Regions from separate parts of the Arachis hypogaea genome. Here region 2 is linked to region 1. The links are chromatin contacts, called in public Hi-C maps. All regions are on one chromosome and are shown on one strand. The core of a region is the stretch at or near the end of the contact, and the rest is flanking DNA. Distances in the headings are between cores, read along the strand shown.

Region 1 (3,130 bases), core at 442-2,941:
AGGGAGTAAGGCTATGTTTGGTTAAAAGGAAAGAAATAGAAAGAAAAGAAAAGAAAAGAAAGAAATTGAATGGATTTTTATTTTTTTTAGATGTATTTGGATGAAAGGAAAATAAGAAAAAAAAATATTATAAAAAGACAATTTTATCCTTGTATTATAAAATACATTGAAAAAGATAAGGGATAATATTAAAAGTTGTTAGAGAAAATAAATTTTTCCTTTCTTTTCTTTTCAATATTAGAGAGAAAAAAATCAGTGGGTCCTACCAATTTTTTTTTATCTTTTTTTTCCTTCTCTAATCTCTCTTCATAACCAAACAATGAAAAATGATCATTTTTTTTCTCTTTTCTTTTTTCCATTTTCTTTCCTTTCATTTTTTCTTCAAACAAACATAGTGTAAGAGGTTGTCTTCTGTCTCTGATTCCCTACACTGTGATTTCTAATCTTATGATAAGATTATAGAAAAATTGTTAAGTATATTAGTATATCCGTGTTTTAGTAAATTTTAATCGTTGATTTTAATTATATATAATATATATTTTTTATAATTAAAATCAACGATTAAAGTTCTTGATATCCTAGTATACCGATATATTTAAAAGTTTTTTAAAATTATAATAGATATAAACCAAAAGTATGGGTTAATTGTTTGACAAAAAAAGTCAAAAATAGGACACTGTATATGTCAATCCATTATATTTTAAGACTAATTTTACAATATTTATAAGTTAGTGTCTAAATTTTATTTAAATTATCTTTTATAATAAATTTTAAATTTTAAAAATTATTTATTTATATATTTTTTAAATTAAATATTAATTTTTAATTTTTTTAATAAATTAAACATAACTTTTCAGACATCATAATAATCATCATATTTCAATCAATATCTTAATTTAAAGACTATAATATTTATTTTTATCTATAGTGATTAATATAATATTTAAAAAATAATATCTAACTTGTTAAAAAAATTAAAAATTAATATTTAATTTATAAAAATATTTTTTAAATATTTAAAAATAACACTAAATAATAGACGCTATAAAATTGATCTTCGTGTATATTCTACTCCATAGTCCATAGGAGGTTCTAGACTATACACCTTAGCATATTAGGTTAATAATGCTTCACCAACTACTAGGTGCCGTTTCATGGAGACAAAGACCTCACTAGTGACTAAGTGGTCCTCCACTTAGAGGACACCAATTTCTTATTATATATATAACTTCTTGGAAAAAAAAAGGTTTAATTTTGATCTCTAAAATTATAAATGCATTTATTTTATTCCTTAAAAATTTTAAATACTAATTTATTTAAAAAAGTTATATGTTATAGGTTGTTTTAACTTATGATAATTTATGTTCTTAGTTAATGGAAAAAGATTGCATTGGAACCTATTTTTTTCCGGTTAACATTTAACTAGTCTTTCTCTTTTTTCTTTTTTTTTTTCTTTTTACAATAACAACTCAAACATTCAATTCTTACTTATTCACTATTTTTTTGTTTAAAAACAAGTTGATGTTTTAGCAAAACGGGGGTGTAAAAATTAAATTTATACTTTTGAAAATTTAAATATCAAAATAAGATATATTGATACTAGAATATACCATAAAGTTGCAATGATACGTTAAGAGAGAAGAAGAAGAAGAAAGAAATACGTCAAAATTCAAAACGATCCTTTTAATCTGATTAAGACATCTTAACTATGTGTCCCCTCTTATGTGGTGTAGGAATTAATAAAGCTTACTTGTTCAATTTCTGGTGTAAAATCTTTTTGAGGAATCTGGATTTGTTTTTTTGCTTTTGTCCATACATACATTAGAATTCAAGAGTATTATAAAAGAGGAGTGTTAGCAACAGTAACTTTTGTATTTTATAATTATTAATTGATTATTAATAATATTTTTAATGGTATGAGATTTAATCTAATAATGAGAGATTATTTATTTTTTTTATAGTTAAACGCTGATCATAAAATACAAAAATTATTGAATCTTAGACTTTCGTATTATGAAATATAATAAGTATAATGTTATTGCAAGAGCAATCATTTAATTTGCTACGGGAATAAACTATTAACAGAAAATTGATGATGATACCTAGTCAAAGCAATATAATTTTATTTTATTTTTATTATTTTCTTTTATCAATCTTTTGTTCTTCATAAGATGTTTCTTTAATTTTGTCCATGTCCCGGCTACTCTTCACTGAGAAATGATGTAGCATGGAACAAAAACATTTTGAAACCGCCGCAACCAAGGATAAAAAAATCGGTTAGGAAAATAATTTTTCTAATCAATATTTAGTTAAGATTTCTGCTAGATAAACAATACGGTGCGAATAATATGAGCAATGAGCTGCATTTCGGACCTATTAAAATAGAAAAAAATATAAAAAAATAACATTTTTTTTAAATAATGTAAACAATAAGTAAAAAAAAAAGTTAAATTGTTTGCTAAACGAATTAGTTTCTAATTTTTTTTTCTAAAGAAAATCTCACAATATTCCAATGCATTTCTTACTGTGTTCGCTTGAAATGCAAAAGCTATTAGTTAGAAGTATATGAGAGTTCATAATGACCTTTACTTTCTAAGGTATAGTACCAGCTTTAAAATAAGAAATTATATTTGTATAATTCTTTTATATATTATTAAATACACATTTTTTTATTCATAAAATATAAATTTTTTTTTCTCTCAACACTTATTAATTATTTTAATATCAAGAGTGGTAAATGTAGTATAAATGGTACATATAATATAATATAATTGTTACGATGGATAATCGGAGATGAATGGGCTGAACTGGTAAAATTGGCCTAATCGTCTGTTGGAGGAGATCTCTGACTTGATTCGCGTCAGAGAGCTGTCGTCCAACTTGTATGTATGAAAGAATGGGGGGTGGTACCTGCAAGGACACTCCGATGCCTAAGTCAGCAAAGGACTTTACAGGTTTATAGAGTATTGGAACTTAGAGATACCTGAGGGGTGTCAGTGTATTTATAGTGGTGAACCAATAACCACCGTTGAAATAGTTTCACCTTTTAAGGAGGATAACCGTCCTTTTATTTTAGGAAAGTTGAGATATGGCTCCTGGAAGTGGGTTGAGAGATTCTAGGGGCAGTTAC
Region 2 (2,953 bases), core at 406-2,905, 65 kb before region 1:
AATCTCTTGGCAAATTATCAAGGTTCACTAAAGTAATTTGCAGAAACATATATCATCAAGACTAGAACCGAATTTCAAAGGCAATGTATGTCTACCACAAGATGAGCCCGTACATAATCATTATCTAAACCATATTCATCAGAAATGGAAAATGTAATGTAGTGAAGTGGGGCACTATTACAAAGAATAGGACAATAAAAAGAAACAATACTAATTCCAAGTGCAACATAACATAACAGTTTCCAATAAGAAGAAGAGTTAAACAAAAAGTTATTTCCTTTTAAACTATTACATTCATGCAATTATTATAATATAAAATAAAATTAGTACTACTTTTTCCTTGTTTAGTTCCTTAATCCAGACACTCCTTAATAGAAAGTTAGAGAGATTAAAAAACTGCATTCATTAACAGTAAACATTAAATGAAGCTCAAATCATCAAAGAACAAAATTAAATTAAAGAAAAGGATTAATTAGATAGTTAGTTAGTTATTACCTGCAAAATCTGCCAATATAGTAGAGTCCATCAGTGGAGAAGCCAGAACACTTATCAAGCTTAAGAGCTTGAAGAACATGGCCTCTGGAACGAGCAAGAAGCTCAAGATCCATATCCCTAACGATCATTCGTCGAAAGTGAAGGCTCTTAAGGCAATCGAAGTAGTGAGAGATCTCTTTAACCCAAGGAGTAACGAAACCGCCCCAATCCTCAGGTATGAGGTTGAACATGGCGGCGCGTGGCTTTCCTTTGAGCTTCAGGGACTCCAAGTGGGGGAAGCGGCGGCGGAGCCTGTCCGGTGACGTGGTGTAGCAGAGCGCGATGGTCACGTGCTTCCGAGTCAGTGAGTCCAGCTCGTACCACCGCCGGCACACCTGCGACACGGCGTCGCGGTCCTTCGGGTCGTGGATGTACGGCATCACTATGTCCAACACCACGTCCGACAGCCTCGTACTTATCATCGCCTCCATCCTCTTCTTGTTGCTCCCTCCGCCGCCGCCGCCGCCGTCTTCCTCCATCGACGCCATCAAGCGTGGACGGCCAATTTTCTAACGTGTTGGAAGATCTCGACTTATTGGATGCAGATCGGTGTCGGGTGGAAAGAAATTAAAAAAAAAAAAACAAAAACAAACAGCTCAGGGGATTCACACGATTTTTCTATTCTGTTCTTTTTTTTTTTTTTAATTTAATGCTTTGGTTGTGTTATTGAGCTACGGGGGAGGTTGAAACAGTTGAAACTTAAACCTCTTGAGAAGGTGAAGTTGACACGTGGTGAAGCGTGGAAGCGTGGGAATGGAGCGCCGCAAAAATGGGTTTAGGACGTGGAAGGAGGAGGAGAGATAATGAAAGGGTGAGTTTTTAGGGTTGAAGAAGAGGAAAGGGGACGAGGCGGGGAATCGGAGAAGAAGAAGAGATTGGAGAAGGGACGGTGGAGATTGAGAGTTGGGAAGTGTTGTCTGACAATGGAGAGGGGATTAGATCGGAGGTTGAGAAGGAAAAGAAGGAAGGGATTAGTGAAGTGAGTGGTACAGTACATTTATTAGGTAACAAATTTGGGATATCGAAGGATTTAACGGAGTGAGGTGAGAGATAAAAGCCCAAGGAAAATTTGGAGTACTGCGTAAACACAATAACGACAAATATCCCAACTCCCAGCTTCTAACTTCTAGCAACAACACTTAACTCCCTCTGTAAAAGTAACACCCTATCTATGTAATCATCTAGAAGACTTGTAATTATTTAGTTTTATCGGCTATGGTGAATCATCATGTGTGCTAAGCTACATTCTTCTTCTATTATTATTATTATTATTAAGATGATGTTATTTTGGTTTAATTCTTATTTATTATTAATATAAAGAAATATTTTTAATTGTGTATTATTAAATTTATTATCTCTTTTTTTGAATTATTTTATTTAATATGTTTTTTTCTGTCTAATTAGTACTATTTCAGAGTTTTTTTGAAACTTTTTTAGTATTATAAAATAATTGACAAATTTAGACGAAGAAATATTTTATAACACTAATATAGTTTGACAATTGCAAATATTTAAATACATTTTTTAATATATATACTAAAAGTAACATTATATCAAGACAATTAGGGATGCACATCGATCGGATAATATCCGCATATTCGCGGTAATTATTCGCATCCAATTCGAATTTTACGGATATTATCCGATCCGCACTATGGTAGAATCGGATTGCAGATTTGGCAGTGATTCGCATATTCGCATGTCTCATATAAATAGTATAGTTTATTATATCTTGTTTTTAATTTTTTATGTTCTACTTCAACTTAAAATAATTAAACTTAGATCTTGTATTATTTTTTTTTGTTTTCTTCAAGAAAACTTTTACTGATAATATTTTAGGAGTAAATAAATTTAAACAAGTGAAAAATAGATTTTTTAGACCTTTTTTGTAAAAACAGCTAAATAGAACCTTAAAATAGTTTTTTTGTAATTATACGGATATACCCGATATCCGATCCAATACACAAATATGCGAATTGGATCGGATCGGATCCAACCTAAAAATCTGCGAATGTTATATTCGATCCGATTCGATGAGTACAATGCAGATCGGATAGAATTATAGGTTATATCCAATCCGATCCGATCCGTGTACAACCTAAAGACAATGTGTTTACCACTATAGTTTGATATATATCTACATAATAATTTTAATAGTTTTACGTATGTGCTATAATATAATCATAAAAGACAATAATACATGAATATCTATTTTTCCAAAGGGAAAAAATTCTTATTTATATGTAAACACAACAAATAATTATATATTAATATAAAACTCTTTTAAATATTACACCAGAACTAAATTTTCCTTTCTAATTTTCAAGGATTAGATTGTTCCACATATATATATTACTTTTTTCTTTAAGATAATTTAATGTTTAAACATTGTTTTCTTTCAAATATCATCATAGTACAA

Evidence for each region. A called contact is a pair of places that touch in the nucleus more often than the background predicts.
Region 2: a contact with region 1 is called in a Hi-C map of leaf, with 2.8 times the contacts expected there. The contact joins the promoter of LOC112702437 here to the enhancer-like site in region 1. A contact is called at or near these places in 2 of 8 Hi-C or Micro-C datasets (both in leaf).

The regions. Positions count from the first base shown.
Region 1 is chr7:10,968,477-10,971,606 of arahy.Tifrunner.gnm2.J5K5, reverse strand. No RefSeq gene overlaps it. Among protein-coding and RNA genes, the nearest start is that of LOC112702434, 29 kb to the right of the region's middle. Within about 2 kb of position 1,691, at least 2 of the 3 cell types and tissues checked have open chromatin away from gene starts, as enhancers often do.
Region 2 is chr7:11,033,935-11,036,887 of arahy.Tifrunner.gnm2.J5K5, reverse strand. It overlaps LOC112702437 (coronatine-insensitive protein 1), which reads right to left and starts at 1,655. Exons shown (of 3, transcript XM_025753450.3): 1 at 496-1,655. The coding sequence starts at 1,022.